Linked DNA regions of Mus musculus: all the other regions are linked to region 1. A link is a contact called in public Hi-C, HiChIP or PLAC-seq and promoter capture Hi-C data. All regions are on one chromosome and are shown on one strand. Each heading gives the region's core, a stretch centred on a gene start, on an enhancer-like site or on the middle of the called end of the contact. The rest is flanking DNA. Distances are from core to core; before and after follow the strand shown.

Region 1 (2,683 bases), core at 132-2,631:
CACACAAACACACAAGAACACCCATAGTAAACTATATACTTTGTTTCCGGGGCTAATAGTGCTTTTATACAGTTCCTATACTGTTCCCATTCTTAAGCTACACACATTCACTTGTTCCAGGAAAACCAAATCCAATTATTTTCTTCAAAACCTGTAAGTTTCAGTCCTCCTGTTCACCTTCTGCTACTAAGTCATTATCAGTTAGGTAACTCTGAAGCTTTCCTGATGGAGGCATAGAGAGAAAAAAATGTACATGGGCAAAACAGTAAACTGTGGTTTAATTAAAAGCAGAATCATTCAGAATTAACAAGCAATTAACATGGAATTGAAGAATTCCTATGAGAGTATGTAAGGCGGGGAACTACAAAAAGGTCTCCAAGCCTCCGAGCAGAGTACATGACACAGTATACCAAAAGATAATGCAAAACACGGAAACGCTCTGATCAGGTCCCAGAAGACGTTTCTGGGCTAGAGAAGTTACTGGGGTGTTAAGGACCAGGCATGGGCAGTGCTTCTGGTTTTGCTAGGAAACTAGGATCTAAGAAAGCTTGCATTCCCAGGCAACCACCCTGGAAATAAAGCGTTACTTAATGAGGTAGGGGCCAGGAGTAAACAATGGGGGAAGGGAGGTCTGCCTCTTTACCTTTCAAGAGGATGCTGGTCCAAAGCACTCTGTTTATTGCTCCTCTGGTGGGTGGCCAGACCCCTTCTACTCGCGAGTGTCCTCCAGCAAGCTCAAACCTGGAAAACAGAAACCGATCAGTGGTGCAGTGATCCAGGGGCGAGGAGAGGGCTCTGAGGATGGGGGAGCTTAGCAAAGGCTGGAGGGTGGCAAGGGCAGGCAGGCTAGAGCAGGGCTTCTCCCCCAACCCCCACCCAGCCAGCCCCCTCCCCTCAAGGGAGGAAGAAACTGACTTTACCTGTGTCCTCAGTTGCAGCTCCTCTCTCTCCTTTCAGCCTCCTGCACATTCACCAACTTCTCCATTGAAGAAACACCCCAGGCAGGGCCGGACACCGTGTTCCTGATCCTCCTGGGTGCTTCACGGCCCCAACCCAGAGAGCATCCAGATAGTCGATCAGGCTGGGGGTGGCGGTCTTGGCCTCGGAGCAGCCTCCGGGAAGGGGCGCTGGGAGGAAGTGCCGGCTGGGTGGGGGGGGGGGGGGGCAGTCCCGGTCCAGGGGCTCAGACCAAGGGTCTGCCGCGCGCCGGGCCGGAGGCTTTCAGCTACCGAGGGACTCAAGAGGTCTGGGGACAGAGAGACCCTAAGTCATACCAGGTCCGAAGTGTCAGCAGCAGGGTGTCCCGACAGGGGGCTTTCGGGATGCACTTTGCACTGGGCCACCCCCGCCCCCTCCTTCCAGCACTTTGGGGTCACTGGGATGGGACCAAGCCTTCGACAGCCAATCAGCTGCCGCACTGGAGCCTGCGCTCCAAGCCGTAAACCAGATCCGCGGTGGGTGGGGGTTGGGGTAGGGGGTGGGGGCGACTTGGTTGGTTGGTTGCTTCCTTCTCCTCACACAGATGCCCCCACCCCCTGGCTGTCGTAAAGCTGCCCGCGGATTCGCGACAGTTAGAGGAGGCGGGCTAATAGAGGCTGGGACTTGTCTCCGATTGGTCGCTCTCCCTTCGTCCCCTCCGCTTCCCCGCAGCGGTTCTCCAGGCTCCACCCCCAGCCTGGAGACTCTAAGCGGTTGCTAAGAGACACTGTACTACGAATGGGGCTTCTACGCCTGCTGAGGGAGGGGCCGGCAAGGCCTTCCGTGGAGTACGGTGGCCTGGAGTAGGCAGCTGTGGGCACGAGTGGCCGGGCGATGGCTGCGTGGCCCGGCGGGATGGCAGCCAGGTAAGCAGGAGCCCAGGTTGAGCTGGGTGGCTGGAGCGACACGTGCGTGGCAGGCTGAGCGACGGGGGAGGCGACAGGGCCGAGAGCAGGCGATGAGGGCCCCTACTCGTCGTCGCTCTGCGGTGCTTCTTGGAAGCGAGTGGCGATGTTTGGTGCATCTGTCGGTCTCTGAGACCCGGTTAGCTTCCAGGCTGCCTCGCCCAGCCTGCGAGAGAGCACGCTCTTTGGGATCGCGAGGCTGGTTCAAGGGCTTGCCTGCGAGGATAGCGACCCTAGTGGTTTCTTGTGAATGAAAAGAGCCGGGGGAGGGGGGCGCAGAGTGGGCACATTGATACATTGTTTAAATGCATTGATTCTTTTAGCAAGTGTCTACTGGGTTGACACTACTCTAGTTGTTGGGGAGACTTTGTGAACTTTTCTTTCCTTTCTTTCTTTTCTTTCTTTTTTTTTCTTTTATCTTAACAAGAGAAGATGAAACTGCAGAATGATTAGGGAAAAAAAAAAACCCACAAAGTAATGGAATACAGTTTGACTAGGATGCGCTAGACTCTTAGATTGTGAGCCAGGTCTCCCAGAGAATGACATTTATGCTCTGTGAATGACAAAAAAAACTAGCCAACAAAGATCTGAGGGAAGGCCTTTACAAGCAGTTAATCTGAAGTGCAAAGCCTTTGGTACTTTAATAAGTTTAGGGGAACTGTGACTGAGTAAGGGGAAGAAAGATGGAAATGAGATTAGGGGGTGTGGGCAGACTGCAGATTTTGCAGGAATGTATAGGTCATGCCAGAATGATTCCCGTTTCTATGTTTTGCATTGATCACATAATAGAGAAAGCTGTT
Region 2 (2,683 bases), core at 70-2,569, 490 kb before region 1:
ACAGATGCACCCATCCACACACATGCACAGACGCACATAGACACATACATACACAGACCCCACAGACACAGAAATACACACAGACACAGACAGATGCACAGGCACAGATCTAGACACACAGAGACATACAGATACACAAATATAGACACACACACACACACACACACACACACACACACACACACACACACGGTTGTTGAGAGATGGCTCAGCAGTTAAAAACACTGGGTGCTTGGGTACCCAGCACCTATATGGTGACTCACAACTACCTGTAACTCCTTTTTCAGGTGGATATAACATCCTTTGGCCCCTGAGTTCTGTGAACACATATGGTGCACGTACATGCATGCCTATATGTATACATGCAAATTCTCATGCACATGATAATTAAAATAAATATTTTAAAACTATGTGTCTGTGAGAGAGAGATAGAGTATATTTATGTTCATGTACATGTGTACATGTGTGAAGGCCAGAAGAAGAGGGCACAAGTGTCCTTCTCTATCACCTCCCCTTGTCCTCTTGAACTAAGCCAGGACCTAGATTGACAGCCAGAAAACTCACTCCTTCTGTTTCCACACCCTCCATGGCTGGGGTTGTCACTGTTCACATAGCCATGTTCAGCTTTTTCTGTGGCTGCTGGCATCTGTGTTTAATTCCCATGCTTCCACAGTGAATCCTCTTACCCATGCAGTCATCTCTCCATAAGCCCTGTCACTAACGCTCTAAGAGCTATCTGGGACACAGTAGGGTAGGTTGCCATGAATCTATCCTCCTTCCTATCCTAACTTCCTTCCTTCTTTTCTTCCTTGATTCTCCTCCTTCAATCCCCCCCTCTTCTCCCTCCCTCCCCCTTTCTCCCTTCCTCCTCCCATTTTTGGGCATGATGTCATCTTCAGGTTAAGCTTAGGAACTCTGATGAATCCATGGGCGGACAACCTTAACTAGTACTTTTTTCCTTCCATCCTATTATTTCTTTAAACTATACTATCAGAAGTGGTAGTTAAAGAACTTAAAGAAGAGGGATACTTTTTTTGGTGTTTTTTAAAAGGTAGTTGGCAAATTTCCTTCCACAAATCCTGAGAGTTGATTTGAAGACCCCCAGAATAAATATTTCGTGCTGCTTTAAGATAGAGCAGGGCTTCAGAACACGCCAGGATGTCTCTTCAGCTTTTGGAAGGCTCCAGTGTCTGTGTTTCTGGAAGGTTCTAATCAGCAGCTCTATTTTTGTGGGTGGCTGGCGCGGCAGAGAGGCTCTGTGGCTGGGTGGCTGATAAGGTTATCTGGGGACTGTTTCTGGCAGTTCAAGTGCCTGTTGTACAACTTGGGGCTGGGGAAGTCGGAGGGCTGGGCAGGGCGGGGACTTCGTCGTCTTAGAGCTTGCCTTTCTGTGAGAGAGGAATAAAACCAAAGGTTCCACTACCCAGAGGCCCCTCATCTCCACCATCCCAAGGCTCCCCGCTGTAGACTGTTGGGTATAGATAGGTAGGAATGGTTGTAGCATCCTATGACATAGCCCAAAGGGTGTACCTCCGTGCAGCCCAGCTGGACCCACCAGGAGCCAGTGGGGTCAGGAGAGTTGGGTCCAGCCTAGACAAGAGACTGGCAGTGGAGTTAGATCACAACCTATAGACGGACAGGGCAGGCACCCCACCCACCATTCAACCACTGTGCACTCCGAACAGACAGGGCTCAGGGGAGGAAGCCTGCTAGCCCTTGGGCCCACACATGGCTTCAGGCAGAGGCAGCCAACGCTGTGGAGGCTGGCCTGGAATCCACCCAGAGGAAGCCCCACCTGGGACTTGACCAGGGGTAGTTTTGCTTCCTCTGGGGTGGGAGGGTGTGTGGGGACCAGAGCTGAGAAAAGCCTGTGCCTGAACCTTCAGAAAAGAGAGTCTAAACAGAAGCCACTTCCAGGAAGGGGTAGAGCTGGGGTGTCAGAGATCAGGTTTGGGGCTTCTCAAGTGGGCAGGTTCAAGCTGCTTTCCCAGGCTGGTCCCCTAAACCGCATATCTTCACACCAGCAACAGTGACAAAATAACATCGCAGCGCCCATCCTTAGACTGTACTGCTTAACTCTGAGCTGTGGGGAAGAGGCTACTCCCTTCATGCTTAAAAAAAAATAGAGGAGGAAACCAAAGTACACATCCATAGAGGCTGAAAAATGACCTCAGGTCACACAATCAATGAGAACTGAGAGTCAAGCTATGATGAGCTAGCTCCAGCACCCAAGGGTCACATGACCACATCCCAGAGCCTCTCAGCATTGTGGAGTGATGGCTGCATGCTGGTGCCACCTTAAGAAATTCATGGGTGCCAAAGAAGCTGGAGGTAGAGTGGGGGCTCCAAAGCCAATAGATGTGGATCACACTGAAGCTAGCTCTGGCCAATGGCTCTAGCTCTGTAAGCCTTGGGTGCGGTGTCTGTGACACGGAAGCATAAGCCCTGAAGACGCTGAGGACTTCCAAGCTCCATCCCATTCAAGGACAACAGCGGCTATGACCTCTCTGGCCATCTGGGGTGCAGAGGGGATGTGAGCTTCCCTCCCTAGTCCTCACCTCTCCCTCATGCCCTTTAGTTCTGTAAGTGTTATCCTGAATGTAGAGCCAGCATCCTCCCAGAGCTGTGGTTCTGTGCCTCCTGCCCACTCTCCCAGCCCTCAGCTGCCCACTGGGCTTCTCCG
Region 3 (2,683 bases), core at 93-2,592, 460 kb before region 1:
TAAATTACCTGGGTTAAAGTATTTTAGACCCAATCTGAACAAACAGACATCCTCTCTGGGAAGCCATTTCCTACCTGTAAAGTGAGTCCAGGAGGTAACATGTATCCTTTATAATAGATTCTTGTGTGTGTGTGTGTGTGAGTGTGTGTGTGTGTGTGTGTGTGTGAGTGTGTGTGTGTGTGTGTGTGTGTGTGTGTGTGTGTGTGTGTGTGTGTGTTTATCCTGGATCAAACCACACCCAAGCACATCAGTTGTATGATCCCCTGAGCCCTACTATATCCTTCCCTTTCTCTCTCTATATGTATTATTATGTATACATACAGATACAGACTGTCTTATTAGGCAAGCCTGAACAGTAGCAACATTAAGGATCGTGGTAACTGCAAGCTCTTCCCCAGATATGGAGGGAATGAGGATCTGCCTCTTGAAGCTGAGGCTGAATAACTACCGTTGCCTCTGCTTGTCCTTTGTCTCCTGAGGACAGTGGGAAACAATAGCTCCTTAGTCCTGCATACTGGGGTCCAGGTGAAGGGGAGCTACTGGTCTCAGCCAGTCACTTCCTCTGGGTCTTATTGCTTGCTGTGGATGCCCCCACAGAGCTACAGCTATATGAAAGCCCTTTGCATAAGCCACAGGCAGGGCCAAATCCAGGTGGAGTCTCGGGTTTATCTTGGCAGCTTGGTTGTAGATGATGTATGGATTGTCGGTAAAGGAGTTGTAGGCTATCTGTGCCCAGATCCATGCTGCAAGCTGCGCGAGCAACGGACAGTCTTCGTTCCCTCAGAGCTCGGATCCTCCAGAATGGCTGAAGCATTTAACCCTTCACCCCCAACCCCCAGGAAAGATCTGCCTCCAGGGCCTGTGGACTGGGCGGATGCAGAACCTTTACTTCGCCAAGCTGTGGAAACACAGGGGCTGTTCTTCAGCATGGTCCAACTATCTTTTGAACTTCCCTGCTGTGAGGGAGATCCATGATGGAGCCAAGGCAGCCAGAGGCCCTGGACCAAGCCACACCTGAAGCTTTCAACTCAGATATCTCAGTTACATCAACCTCTAAGCCCCTACTGACTGGTTTGCTCTTGATTCAGGGATCATTCCTTACAGTACAAGGGCAAAGCTCCTCATCTCCTTCAGTGCCTGGTACCCAATTCAGGGCCTGAGCCAAGCTAGGGAACACACACACACAGATCATGAACCTTTATCCACCTGCAGGCTGCTGGGGTGCCAAGTCCTGGGTCAGGTGCTGGAGATCAAGGATGGGTGACACCCTCAGTTACACATGTCGTCTGTGGGGCAGATCTGAGACAAAGCCATGGTACCCTGTGTTGATTGTTGTGGCTTTCCAGAGGAGGTGAATGACGTTTTTCAGAGCCCAAAACCTCCTGGCAGAGCCTACGTGGCTGATGGGTACCACCAGTGTGTAGAAATAATACCAAAAGCAGAACTCTGTGCTAAATCTCTCTGCTGCTGTGGGGGCCCCAGGCCAGCCCTTCTGCCCTGGAGCGCTGGCAGGAAGAAGCTTGGGGGAGACACAGGAAGACACTTGTGGCTGAGAGCCCCAGGAGAAAGGAGGGGACAGAGCCATTTCTTTCCAGCCCCAATTGTAAAGAAATGGCTTTCTTCTTGCCCGAGTGCCGCTTGCTTCCCACGACTGGGGAAGGGACAGATTCGTGCTGTGTTTTACTGATGCCTTCCCTGGGCCAAGCTGGGCCTGAGCAGGCTGATGTGCCCACAGCTGGCCTGGCCGTACCCATACTACAACCGCTGTCTTGTTGGCCCTGCCTGGGCCCCGGCCTCCACATCCAGCCAGAGAAACTTGGCTGTGCTGCAGTTTTCAAAATAAAGTGGTTTTCATTTCATAGTCACAAGAGGTTACAAAATAGAACTGGGGCTGGTGCTTCTCATATTATTTATGCAATACTCCCCCCCCCTTCCCGTCCCCAAGGCGAATCACAAAGGGGTCTTTGTTCTCAATAAGTTCAAAGTCAGCTCCTCCAAGGGGAAACTTGTGCGGGATTGCAAGCAGGAGACTGGGTTTTACAACGCCTGGCTGTCAGAGCAGAAATATGGTCCGCAGCAGGGTTCCTGTAAGCCTCTGGCTTCAGGAGCCAGGTCTCTGGATTTCCAGCGTGAACTGGGTGGATGGGGCACTGGGTTGGGGCAGAAGGGAGACAGCCACTCACTTCAGCGTACCAGGGCCCCAATGCACCCTGTCCGTGAGGCTTGTTTTTCCTATCTGCAGAGCAAAGCTTTTATTTCCTGGTCTCAGTCAAAGGAGTCTGTGCATGGCTTCAGAATGGCTCTTTTAAGAAGGGGAGGGGTCAGTACTCCAGACCCTAGATTGCTCTTTTAAATGTCTGATAGTTTAAATAGTTAGGCTATTGGTTTAAGAAAAAAGGATATTTTAAATAAGCCAAGTCTGGAGATATAGGTGGGAGGCATAGTGAAGTATAAGGCCAGCCTCGGTGAGGAACCATACATAACTATATCGGTAGAAGGCAGAGTTAAGTATAAGGGCAGCCTCAGTGAGGACACCATACAGAGTGAGCTCCAGGTCAGTCTTGGAAACTCTTAGCAAGATCATGTCTCAAAAGAAACAATTTCTGGAAAGGGTTTGATACATTACTAAGTGGGAGAAAAGTTTGTCTAGCCTGTGCAAGGCCCGGGGTTCAATCCCCAGGCC
Region 4 (2,683 bases), core at 115-2,614, 380 kb before region 1:
GGAGCCTATGACTTGATAGCCCTTCTTTTCTGCGATACGCATGTTGAAGGGATGCTTGCTGTCTTTTGGCCTTCTGGATGATCTGAGCAGCTTGTCTGCGATTGCTAGGGGCTGCACCTGGGTGTTTAAACATGGTCTCATTTCCCAGGCAATGTGGTCTGTGAGTCACCACCAGGCCCTACAGGGAGTGCCCTAATGCTTTTGGTGAACAGTTAGCAATCCCTTGCTCTGGGTCTCACAGGGTCTTACAGCCTGCCTGAAGACTCTTAGAAGGCAGTGGTCCAGTGCTCAGGACACAAAGTCTCTCCTTAGAGTGGTGGCGCTCCGTGGGAATCTCTGGAGGCCAGATGGAGTCCATCTCTGGCAAGCGTCAGAGTTTTGACTGGGGCTGGAGCTCAGAGGTTGGGCACTTACGGACTGTATGTGAGACTCTAGGTTAATTCTCCACTACAGCCAAAAACAAAACAAACGTGCCACCGTGAGTGAAGTCCTGAGGGTCATTATTTTTGATGAGGAAGTTCTCTAAAAGGTCCATATGTTAAAGGAACAGTAAAGCTGGGCACTCTGGCTCTCAGAGTTACTGGTAGGTGGTGGAACCTTTTAGAGCTGGGGCCTGGGAGAGGTGTTCTGCTCACTGCTGGTGTGCCCACGAGGAGGATATTGGGGCCACATCTCTTCTGTTTCCCTGTTAGTTCAGGTCTTGGCTGTGAAGTGAACAGCTTTGCTCTCCCATGGTGCACTTCCCCACCACAGGCCCCAAAGCACTAAAACCAACATGGTGGGTTGTATACGGACTGATACTTCCCAAACCTTGTGCCAAGGCAAGGCGTTTTCACACTGGTTGTCTCTGGGTTTTTATTATGAATGAGAGGTAATGAAAAGCTGACTAAGGCAGGCAAACAAGCCCTTCCCTGGCACAGCTGTTTCCTGGTGACTATTCTCCTTCCTCTAACTTGGCTCAAGACCGCATGTCTTTGATGGCTCAACTAACCCTTCACTTTTTCTACTTATGTGTCTCACAAACTCGGAAAAAGCACATAGGTTCCCCAGGGTCCAGAGTGCTTTTTCTTACCACGGTGGACAGTGAGAAATGAAGTGCCATTGGACTCACGTCAAGCTGGAACAATCCCAGGGGCACCTCTTTCAGAGAGTTCTCAGAGAAATCTGCATCCCGAAGGTGGCTTTTCCAAAAGACAGCCATTTTGTCTGGCAGCGATTCCAGGGCATTTTTGGAGGCTTTACAACATTTCTAGGAGTTTGAGGGGAGGGGGAGAGTGGTAAGTAGATTTGTGAGTGTAGAGCTGCCCAGAAGTCTGTTTGTAAATCTGATGTCAGAAGTGAGGCTACTGGGACAGGGCTCTGTGACCACAGTGCAGAGTGAGGAAGAAGGCTTCCAATTCTCTGTCTGCTGTGTTGTCCTGTCCTGCAGGAGCAGGGAGAGAGTTTCCTAGGGGAGACAAACGTGCCTCATCGTCTTCCCTTGATCACCATCCGGTCCATTGTCCTGGGAAATAACGGACCGATTCAGAGCCACGCTCTCGGGAGTCAACTGCTTTCCCCAAGGACGCGGCCAAACTAGAAATGCTTAGTCTTTGGTTTGAAACCAACAGAAACAAAGCACAAATATTCCTTATGTCATTCATCCGTTTCAACCAGCCAGATTCCCAAGAAACAAAAACCTCATTTAGTCTGCAGAGCTCTGGATACAGGCCCCTGCTTCTTCTCACTTCTTTAGTGCTCTTGAGAACCGCACCCCTTTTGGCATTTGTGTTGGTATGCATGCGTATATCTGGGTTTGCATGTGTGCGTATGAGTGCATGTGTGCATATGCGTGCATGTGTGCGTTTGCGAGCATGTGGAGACCACAGGTTAATGTTGGGTGTCTGACCAGCCAACCAGGGACTCTCCTACCCCCACCTCTCAGTGCTGGGATTACAGGCAAGTGTTGCCATGCCTGTTTTTTTTTTTAAGTTTGTGACATGTATGTACGTATGTATACATGCTCACATGTGTGCTTGTGGAGGCCAGAGGTTGACATTAGGCCTCTTCCTCTGTTGTTCTCCACCTCAGTTACTAAGACCAGATCTCTCGCTTGAACTCAGAGCTGGGAAACATGGTTGGTCTCACTAGCTAGCTCACCCTAGGAGTCCTGCTTTGGGTGCTGGGCTTACATTTGACCACCATGTCTGCATAGCATTTAAATGGGGGCTGGGGACCCAACTACAGGTCCTTATGTGTGCATGGCAACCGCTTTACCCACTCAGACATCTTTCCAGACCCACACTCAGCTTTTACTGTGTGTGGATTCTTGGGGGTCAAACTCATGCTTGTGTGGCAGGCCCTTTACCAAAGTGAGCTATCTTCCATCCCTTGTGCCATCATCCCGTGCTTTACAAAACGTTGTAGCAGCTACTGTGTGTCCCTTAGGCTAACTGGCTTACAGGGTGACAGCCTGACTGAAACTGTGGACCTCTCTCCTCAGCTACAATGTAGAGGAACAGGAGAAGACGTGAGGATGTAGAGAGCGGCATACAAACTCGGCTGTGGCTTTCAGGATACAAACCAAAGGGCAGGACCAGGGATCCGGGAAGCTCTTCAGGTTGTTCCTGGAGACATTCAGAGAGGTGAGAGACTTGAAGGAGTGCATAAATTGGACAGGGAGCTCTGTCAGCCTGTTGTCAGC
Region 5 (2,683 bases), core at 91-2,590, 350 kb before region 1:
TGTAGCCTACTAAAATAGACCGATAAAGTACTATTTTCAGTAATTTTAAAATCAGTTTAGATAGCATTGAAATTTTACCTTTATTAGATAATTGCCTTGTTTTTAAAAATCCCCTCTTTCTATATTAAGAGCTGTATTAAGCGATGGTTCCGTTTGCTTCAACTGTCAAATACAACTCGAGGGACAAAGAATGAACTAACAGCCTATTCTGTGTGCTTGTGCTTTGTTCTCACCAGGCTCCTAATTCCCAACAGCCCTTGCTTGGTTCGTCCTTTAGGTATAGCTGCTCCGTTAGGGACACCTTCCTTCCAGACGTTAGTTCTCTCATCTCCATCATTCCAGAATGTATTCATTTTCTCTTCCTTCTTGAGGGGTATTCTCCAGGCCATGGGGCTTTAAGTTGACCCCTCTCCTTCGTTAGTGCTTTGTGTCACTTCCCCTGGATCCTTGGTGTCTGACAATGTCGTTCAAATTGTTCCCCCCCCCCAAGGAAACATATCTCCTTCTCCCTCTTCCTCTCCCTCTCTCTCTCTCCTCCCCCCAGAGCTTCAGAGCTTTCAATAGTTTTGGTTTTGTTTCTTTTGTTTTTATGGTGGCTTGAGTATGATATGTGGGGAGCACTGGTCACTGACATCGCTCCTGTCGGGGACCTTCTTGCTTCTCCACTCTGCTGGCTTTGTCTTCTCTGCTTTGGAGGAGTTTTCAGTTTCCTAAATTAGGGTTCAGTGCGTTTCCTTCCACTCCTTGTGGACTCTGAGAGCATGAGTTCAGCTAAAATTCTTACCTCCTCTGGGGCTCTTTCAATCTCTTGCTCCTTCCTCACTCCCTCTCCCCCTTCCTCTTCCCCTTTCTTCTCTACCCTTTCCCTTCTCCATCTCTCCCTCTCCCCTCCCTTTCCTTTCTTCCTTCCTCCATCCCCATCTCTCCCTTTTCTCGTTCTCTTCTCCTTCCTCTCCTCTCCCCTCCCCATATCTCGCCCTCTTTCTTCCCATCTCTCCCCCTTCTTTTCCATCTCCCCTTCTCCCATCTCTCCTCCTCCCTGTGTCTTCCTTTTTCCCTTCCCTCTCATTCTCCCCTTCCCTCCTTCTCAATCTATCAGGGTATAGATTCTTTCTTCTGTCTTCTCTATTCTAGACTTGAGTCTGTCTACAAAAGAAACCTTCAGCTATTGTATTTTAGAGATTCTAAAATTTCCATTTCATCCCCCTTTGCTCCTCCATGACACTCCTTCTTTGGTGACTCCTGCTGTTTACTTTTGCTTTAAGCATGCTCGTGTTTGCTCGCAGGAGTGTTTGGTCTGTTTTAGAGGTCTTGTCTGAGCTTCCAAACGTCTGACTCATCCAGCTGCGGACACTGTGGCTGCCCTGTTCTCTCTGAGTGATATTTTTCTGTTTCCTGAGGAGAGTGTGTTTATTAGGATCTGGTGATTAGTGAAAATGTATTTTAGGAACGGGATCCTATTCAAGTCCTGGGCTTGGACTCTGCTAACTCTGGTGGGTGAACAGTTGTGTGGATTAATCACTCCTGGGAAAACAGGAACTACTCAGAATTAGATGGGACAAGGGGAATGGACTCCTGGGTCCTGTTGGGCAGGAAGGTCTTTCATGCTCCTTAGGTCTCCAGTGAAAGCAGTGTGTGTGTGTGTGTGTGTGTGTGTGTGTGTGTATGTTGGGGGGATGGTTATTATATTACCACCTAGTGCCTGAGTGCTGATTAACGTCCCAGCTCCCAGCAGACTTCTTGGATGACTGGGACAACTTTTACAGCCTGGCTGGGTTAGAGCCTCTCCACCTGGCCTTGGCAGGAGTGTGATGGGGAAGGGCTGCAGACACTGCTATGGTGTGGCTGGGCGTTGCCTATAGACTGTTTTTTCATGCTGCCCTTGCCTAGTGCTCTGCCTTCCCTTAGAGCTTCTTTGTCTGTGTCCATTTGTTTCTGAGTCGCCAGCTTCTTGTTGTTCTATCAGGGATGCAACGAAGGTGAGAGGGACCCCCCAGAGGTGCAACACCCCCCCCCAGCTCTGACCACACTAGCAGGTCTTTTCTCTCTCACTTGAAAATGTCCACTGCAGTGCATGCAGCATTGCTGTGTACGGAATGTGCAGGGTTCTCAGCTGCACCGAGAGAGGAATGCTGAGACGCACACCAGTTCCACCAGCTTCTCTTCAGTTTTTAAAATCACGCCTAATTGTTTTTATTTTTTATATGCACTAGTACATGACTTTCTTCTGCATGCCTGCATCCATTCGTCCTTCTTAATAGAAGTTACCGGCTTATTTACTGAAACTATATTGGAGAGCTTTTCAAATTGTGTTGAGCTGTTATCTGACGCTTTGGGAATTCTTCATAGCATCCTACAGCCAGGGAACACTGGGGATTACATCACCTTGTGGACCCAACAGTTGGGCCATCTCGCACACATAGGTGTGGCCCCGAGAATTCATAACCAGAGCAATATCAAATGTCCTCTTCACGGTGCTCATTGTCTCCCAATCTCTGACTTTTCTGAGAATTGGCTAGAGGCTTAAAAATGGAATCATTTCTAACATTAAATTAAATGATTAAGCCTAGGCTAACCAAAGTAATGCAAACAAAGTATTGATGAAGGGTTTCCACGGTAACATTCAATTCTTATTCCCCGTGAGCTGTTGGCAGGAGGGTAATTTTGGGTTTGCTTTTTAGCC
Region 6 (2,683 bases), core at 127-2,626, 300 kb before region 1:
TGAATCTGAATTCAGATCCTCACACGTGATCAGCAAGTGCTTTGTATACTGAGCCATCTCCTTAGCTGGTTTATTTAGTTAGTTATAATAATTATATCCAAACTATTAAGGAGACTGTTGTAGGTGTGGGGGAAGGAAACGTTTGGCTGACTAGAAAAGCCCCTCTAAGGACAAATTAGGTGTTGGTATGCTATATTCTTCTGGAACATGAGCAAGGACAATGAAAACCAAATCACAGAAAGAATTCAATGCTAAAGTTTTTCAAAGTGTACAAATCGTAGGTCCTTTGATGCTGCTATGTGAGTGTGAGTGACCAACTCATCAAAAATAGGTTATTTGGTGAGAATTTGCTAAGAGAATTTGCCTTTAAGACCCTATCTATCCTGCTCCGGTTTTTGCAGGGATGAGCATCATGTAAGAGAAAAACGTAATGGCCTCAAACTATTAAAAGCCAGACTGAACTGGCTGTCAGCATCCCTAGAGTCTCTCCATTGCTGTCTTTCTTACTGCCCCTCCAGGAATTCTTGTTCTCATCCATTAAGGACTGCCACTGGCTCCAAGCAACAGAGCCCATAGGCAAAGTGATGGGACCACAGGGTGAGAAACATGCCCCACGCGTGGAGCAGGGGAAGACCTCCAGACCATCCAGCACCACCCGGCTGTCCCGCACGCGCGGGAAGAGCCTCGCTGGGCCTTTGCCTCCAGCCACTCGCGCCCACGAACTCCCACGCTTAGACCCCACCCCCACTCCCAAGTTAAAAGTCAGGCTTTTTTTTTTTTTTTTTTTTTTCCAAACGCAAAAGAACTTTGTAGTCTCCCTAGTGTTTCCTACTTTTGTTTCTGAACTCGGCTCCCCGCCCCCGCCCCGCTCCGATCCCAGGCTGGTTTTCGGCTGCCCCAGCTCCCGGGTTCTAGCTCTGCACTCGCTTTAACCCTTCAAGGGGCGAGGGTCGCTGCGCAGCCCAGAGAGGCAGCGAAGAGACCCCGGGCAGCCCGAGTTCCAGACGCCCACCGGAGCTGTGACCTGCGGGTCCCGGACACAGGCCGGGGTCCGGAGCACGCGGTCGCCCGGGGTACGGGGTGCTGAGCTGGGGAGAGGAGCTGTGGGGCGAGGCGAGACGCAGGGCACAAGCAGGCGACGGCGGCTGCACGCGGGGACCCGGGCGCGGGACGGGGTGGTGCGGGCAAAGCTTGGATCTAAGGTGCGGGCTTCGCTCGGGTCCTCGGACAGGGCGCGGGTCGGAGCAGCACTTACCTGCGGCGGCAGGGTCTGGAAGCCGCGGATCGGCGACATCAGAGGGCCGGGGCCTGCCGGTCCTACCGTACTCTGCCCTGCAATGCTCTGGCCGCCGGGGGCCAGACGCACTTCCTCAATCCTGCGGCCGCCTGGCGGGCGGAGAGGGCGGGTGGCGCGGAAGCAGGGCTGTGCCAGAGGGTCGGCCGCCCCGACCTCCCCTGGATGGCCTGCCTCGGTTTCCCTAGCTGCAAGATGTCGGTGACCAAGCTCACTGCTCTTGTGCCTCGGTAGACGCTTGGGTCTTGAAACTTTGTGGACTCCTCTCCAAATTTGAATGCTTTGCTGCCTTCCCTGCGGACAGGCACAGTGACAAGGTTGTGCCTTTCCTACCCTGCTCGAGTAACAGATTAATTTTTATCCTGTTTGCTGGCCATATACTGTGACTGTAAATATTAAGAGAGCGAGAATATTAATGTGTGTGCAGGTCTTTATGGAGCGGTGCAGAAACTACATTTTAAAAGTTGATGTTTTGTAAACTGCGCTTTTTCACCACACGAGTTCGCTAACTTAAATTATGGACGTTTGCAAAGATATTACTAGCTGATGAATATTTTTCGATTTTCGAACTCCGGAGTAGCTGGGATTACAGGAGCATGCCACCCTGACTGGCTGCTTGTGGCGATGAGGTGGAATGTTGTCAGTTGATTCCACTGAAGTTAATAACCAAACGCGGCTATACACTCAGCAGGCAAGCTTCGGATTCCGCTCGTTTTCCCCGAGAAAAGATAATCCTTGGTAGAAAATCAGTACTGGACCGAAGTGCTTCTTACTGGTAAGAATGAATATTCCTGAGACCAAGTGCAAAGAACATTGACAGACCGCCTCACTGGCAGCTCACAGAATTTGAGAAGCCGTGGGCCGCCTGAGATATTTTGGGAACACCTCAAGTGTTTGTTTAGAGTTGGAGTTTGTATCCCTAGTTGGCAAGGCCACAACCTCGCAGCTCTTCTACGTTCGCTCTTCTTTTCCTCCATCGAACACTGTTACAAAAATGTAGGTGGGGTTCTGCAATCCTGTCCTCACCACCGAGGTCCTCAGACCAATTAGCAAGGCCAGCAACATGACTGCTATGGAAAAGTCCCTAATAATTTGCAAGGCATGGCGTCAGCAGTTTGAATGAGCCTGGCTTGGTGGCGCCTTCAGGGCATACATACATCACTGCCACCTAGCGTTACTAAAAGGAAGTCCATGTCTAGAGCCAGGACCAACACACACTAAGAGGACTTGTGTTGCCTATGCTTAAGTGGCAAGAAATTTTCCACTTTAAACAATCTTAGAAATAGGTTAAGAAAAGTGCCCAATTTAAAACAAACAAACGAGCAAACAAAGGTCTGGAATATTCGACACATATATGAGCTTTTTTTGAGATGGCCATATCACAGTATT
Region 7 (2,683 bases), core at 134-2,633, 260 kb before region 1:
ACGATCGAGGAAACTACATTTTAAAAAACTTTCAGTCTTCCCAGGACTGTGCCTCTCTTGATTACAGAGCCTTCCTTGGGAAAACAGTTCATGTAAATGTCATGCAATTTATATGTCGGCACGGCCGACTTCAGGGGGACTAAGTACCAACATATCAGAATCTGAAGCCCACACATAGCGACCTGCCACTTTCACCTTTTGATTAAAATTATTCAAGAGGGATAATTGCTACTTTTGAAAATAAAAACCCATGAAGGCGGCTTCTTAGCATCGTGTCAGCTGGAGTTGAGCTCGGTGGACAAGACAGGAAAATAAGAGGGGTTGAGGTTTCCAGACCTGAAGCCGATGGAGCGCTGTGGTCCCTCAGACGCCCGCCAGTACACCTAGCAGTCAGAGCAGCGCATCTCTGAATTTAGACTTGTTCTTCCTCTCTGAGCCTTCTCTGCTCCCAGACATCATTGTCCCTGAAGCTCTGGGCAGGTGAGCTCACCACTATGCTAGTTCCAGCCTCCCAGGAAAGGGCAAACACCACCAGGCCTGCCTATGGTCTTGTTCAACCCGCAGCTCCTTCCCTGGGCCCAGATCGAGAGGCCTTGAGGAGTACTCCTCAATGACGTCCATCTTTCCTCCCCTGCTCTCCTGGTAAGCTGGGATCAGACTGAACACAATGGACAGGACGGACGGAAGGACGGACGGGGTACTAGACCCTTCTCTCATTGCCCAGGAAGACTTACTTCCAAGTTGCAGTTCCTGGTGTGCCTCAAACTCATCCTGGAGTGCTCAGGTATCTCTAGCCCCCCTCCCCCGCCCCCTAACCCAGGTCCTTCAGCCCAGAAAGCCCTCTACCAAGAAGTCGCCCTATGCCCATTCACCAAAAGCACCAGCACTCAAAGTGGGCGGTGGCCCGGACACTGGGGGTGGGGGTGGGGGCGGCTCTGCAGGCTGCAACTCCCGCACCGTGGGCGCTGCACTCACTGCATCGCTCCTGCTCCTCTTCTGGCTTTGAGGCTTAGATCGTTCAGCCAGAGGTGCAGGTTTCCATTCTGGGGTGCCCCTCAAAAAAGTGCAGTTTCCAAGGAGCCGGCCCCCACCAGAGACGCTCAGGTGTGGGCAGCTCCCTGCGGACTCCCAGCACGGTTGTATCTTGGTCCCCACTCTCCCTACCAGGCTGCTCGGCGCAGGAGTCCCAGGCCGTCGAGTCGACAGCGCACCCTCCTCACCTTGGTGAACTTGACCTCCAAGTTGCGGATGGGGCGCGGCAAGGCAGGCGGTTTCCCATCCGGCTGTCCGTTTTCCACAGCCCCGTTGGTGGTAGCCATAACTGGTTCGCACTCTCCGGTCCGTGTCCCCGACGCACCAGCTTGGCCTGGGCGGTGCGCAGCCTGCTCTGGGTGACAGCTCCGCGCCTTTATGCAGCGCCCCACGCCTCCCGCCCAAGGGGGCCGCCTAATTGGCTGCAGGACGGAGGAAGGGAGGGCGGGCGCGGGAGAGGAGGAGGGGACCCGGCCGCCGCTGCTACCCCTCCTGTTGTCCCTGCCCCTCCGGGAGCGGGACGGTCCCAGACCGACCTAGGCTGCGGCCAGAGAGCTCTGTCTGCGCATCGCTGGGCGGCCACACCGCGGGCTTCCGCAGCCTAGTAGGCTGCCCTTCTGCGAACTTGGGGGCCGGGGGCACCAAGGCCGGGAATTCCCAAGGGTCGGACATCCGTCAGGGCAGGGAGCCGGCTCGTAGCGATCGCAGTAACAGGCCTCTCTCTGGGCAATCTCGAGATTTTGTCAGAGGCACCTGCGGTCCCCGGACCACCGCAGCGGCTCTCCAAAACTTCGGCGGGAGTGAGCGCTCTCTCCGGGACCCTGCGTTGTGCCTCCCAGGATCTAGACGTCTTGTGGTCACCACCCGTGGCTGCCTCAATTTGGGGTCCAACTGCCAGAAGCCTGCGCTCCATCCTTCCCAAGCTAGGGCCGCCAGCGGAGGAGGTCTACTCTGAGCCTGGCTGGCAGGAAACTTCCGTCACACCCACGACAGCAGGCTAAGCGACAGCTCTTATGCGCAGCCTTATGGAGTTTTGCGGCTGATGGTCCTGTGACCTTCATATAAGTACGCACAACCCTAGGGAGGCAATTATTTTAATTTTTCAAACGCACAAATTAAACTTCCGTTTTAAAAAAATGGAAAAAAAATCCCCAAAACAAAACATGAGATCTTTGCAGCTAGTTGCTTTCAGACTAAAAGCTCTTAATGTTTATGTTGCTCAGAACTGCCAAGAGGGGCTGTGGGAAAGGCATGTCCAACTCGTTTAGGAAACGCTTCTTTCAGCCCAGGACTTAAGACTTAAGCTTCATCCGAAACCCGGAGAAGTGTCTCACCCACGTGTAGGGTGGCTGCATCAGGGGGTGAGGCTTGAACTCCCCACAGAGGAGGGGGTTTAGTCCTTAGAGAGATTTGGCCATGTGCTTCTGTGTAAGGTACCTCCCTCTGCCTGTTCTAAGGACTCAGCCTCCATTTCTGTTCCCCATGTCCTTCCTCACTGTCTTGTCACTAGGAATCCTTCTGGATAGTGGAATAAGCAGTAAACCTTCAGAAGGCCCTATTTGAGCTGTGCCCTCTCAGACAATCTCCTGCTATTAAGGATTGAGCATGCAGGTGAGAGTGGGGATGGGGGGCTGTGGGCCCCCAAATGAGC

What was found. Promoter capture Hi-C pulls out the DNA fragments that hold promoters and counts their contacts. Hi-C and Micro-C count contacts between places; a contact is called where the count stands out from the background. HiChIP or PLAC-seq counts read pairs in DNA pulled down with a chosen protein or histone mark. Capture Hi-C pulls out chosen DNA fragments and counts their contacts.
Region 2: a Hi-C map of CD4 T cells shows a contact between it and region 1, with 1.8 times the contacts expected there. The contact joins the enhancer-like site here to the promoter of Asb7 in region 1. A contact is called at or near these places in 1 of 484 Hi-C or Micro-C datasets (CD4 T cells) and 4 of 115 datasets of contacts at active chromatin or transcription factors (bone marrow-derived macrophages, embryonic stem cells and memory CD8 T cells).
Region 3: an H3K4me3 HiChIP or PLAC-seq map of pro-B cells shows a contact between it and region 1, with 2.6 times the contacts expected there. The contact joins the enhancer-like site here to the promoter of Asb7 in region 1. A contact is called at or near these places in 1 of 39 promoter capture datasets (neutrophils) and 2 of 115 datasets of contacts at active chromatin or transcription factors (memory CD8 T cells and pro-B cells).
Region 4: a FOXA1 HiChIP or PLAC-seq map of pancreatic cancer cells shows a contact between it and region 1. The contact joins the enhancer-like site here to the promoter of Asb7 in region 1. A contact is called at or near these places in 7 of 39 promoter capture datasets (the 3T3-L1 cell line, HPC-7-derived erythroid cells, embryonic stem cells and 4 more), 1 of 15 datasets of contacts at CTCF or cohesin (the NIH/3T3 cell line), 3 of 484 Hi-C or Micro-C datasets (CD8 T cells, pre-B cells and pre-megakaryocyte-erythroid progenitors), 26 of 115 datasets of contacts at active chromatin or transcription factors (T-cell acute lymphoblastic leukemia, bone marrow-derived macrophages, cardiomyocytes and 15 more) and 1 of 9 other capture datasets (liver).
Region 5: an H3K27ac HiChIP or PLAC-seq map of the NIH/3T3 cell line shows a contact between it and region 1, with 2.5 times the contacts expected there. The contact joins the enhancer-like site here to the promoter of Asb7 in region 1. A contact is called at or near these places in 1 of 39 promoter capture datasets (cranial neural crest), 2 of 484 Hi-C or Micro-C datasets (embryonic retina and embryonic stem cells) and 15 of 115 datasets of contacts at active chromatin or transcription factors (the 230-238 cell line, the NIH/3T3 cell line, T-cell acute lymphoblastic leukemia and 9 more).
Region 6: a contact with region 1 is called in a promoter capture Hi-C map of liver. The contact joins the promoter of Lrrk1 here to the promoter of Asb7 in region 1. A contact is called at or near these places in 13 of 39 promoter capture datasets (the 3T3-L1 cell line, the C10 cell line, the HPC-7 cell line and 9 more), 3 of 484 Hi-C or Micro-C datasets (Th1 cells and embryonic stem cells), 19 of 115 datasets of contacts at active chromatin or transcription factors (the 230-238 cell line, astrocytes, bone marrow-derived dendritic cells and 12 more) and 2 of 9 other capture datasets (adipose tissue and liver).
Region 7: a promoter capture Hi-C map of liver shows a contact between it and region 1, with 4 times the contacts expected there. The contact joins the promoter of Aldh1a3 here to the promoter of Asb7 in region 1. A contact is called at or near these places in 15 of 39 promoter capture datasets (the 3T3-L1 cell line, 3T3-L1-derived adipocytes, the C10 cell line and 11 more), 3 of 484 Hi-C or Micro-C datasets (embryonic cerebral cortex, embryonic fibroblasts and embryonic stem cells), 26 of 115 datasets of contacts at active chromatin or transcription factors (the NIH/3T3 cell line, the SCID.adh cell line, T-cell acute lymphoblastic leukemia and 16 more) and 3 of 9 other capture datasets (adipose tissue, liver and pancreatic islet).

Annotation. Positions count from the first base shown.
Region 1 is chr7:66,688,180-66,690,862 of GRCm38.p6, forward strand. Asb7 (ankyrin repeat and SOCS box-containing 7) reads right to left here and starts at 1,382. Exons shown (of 6, transcript NM_080443.2): 1 at 921-1,382; 2 at 644-741. Lins1 (lines homolog 1) reads left to right here and starts at 1,710. Exons shown (of 8, transcript NM_152815.2): 1 at 1,710-1,844.
Region 2 is chr7:66,195,447-66,198,129 of GRCm38.p6, forward strand. No RefSeq gene overlaps it. Among named protein-coding and RNA genes, the nearest start is that of Gm33442, 56 kb to the right of the region's middle. Within about 2 kb of position 1,320, at least 100 of the 459 cell types and tissues checked have an H3K27ac peak or open chromatin away from gene starts, as enhancers often do. A contact at or near this core is called in memory CD8 T cells, where this site is marked.
Region 3 is chr7:66,229,044-66,231,726 of GRCm38.p6, forward strand. No RefSeq gene overlaps it. Among named protein-coding and RNA genes, the nearest start is that of Gm33442, 22 kb to the right of the region's middle. Within about 2 kb of position 1,343, at least 149 of the 459 cell types and tissues checked have an H3K27ac peak or open chromatin away from gene starts, as enhancers often do. A contact at or near this core is called in memory CD8 T cells, neutrophils and pro-B cells, where this site is marked.
Region 4 is chr7:66,304,282-66,306,964 of GRCm38.p6, forward strand. Lrrk1 (leucine-rich repeat kinase 1) reads right to left here. Exons shown (of 34, transcript NM_146191.3): 9 at 2,564-2,683; 10 at 1,112-1,249. Among named protein-coding and RNA genes, the nearest start is that of Gm45989, 24 kb to the left of the region's middle. Within about 2 kb of position 1,365, at least 76 of the 459 cell types and tissues checked have an H3K27ac peak or open chromatin away from gene starts, as enhancers often do. A contact at or near this core is called in CD8 T cells, bone marrow-derived macrophages, memory CD8 T cells and 5 more, where this site is marked.
Region 5 is chr7:66,338,476-66,341,158 of GRCm38.p6, forward strand. All of the region lies in intron 3 of Lrrk1 (leucine-rich repeat kinase 1), which reads right to left. Among named protein-coding and RNA genes, the nearest start is that of Mir7057, 42 kb to the right of the region's middle. Within about 2 kb of position 1,341, at least 74 of the 459 cell types and tissues checked have an H3K27ac peak or open chromatin away from gene starts, as enhancers often do. A contact at or near this core is called in the NIH/3T3 cell line, where this site is marked.
Region 6 is chr7:66,386,965-66,389,647 of GRCm38.p6, forward strand. It overlaps Lrrk1 (leucine-rich repeat kinase 1), which reads right to left and starts at 1,377. Exons shown (of 34, transcript NM_146191.3): 1 at 1,256-1,377.
Region 7 is chr7:66,426,094-66,428,776 of GRCm38.p6, forward strand. It overlaps Aldh1a3 (aldehyde dehydrogenase family 1, subfamily A3), which reads right to left and starts at 1,384. Exons shown (of 13, transcript NM_053080.3): 1 at 1,221-1,384. The coding sequence starts at 1,319. Gm33515 (a long non-coding RNA gene) reads left to right here and starts at 2,554. Exons shown (of 3, transcript XR_391552.2): 1 at 2,554-2,643.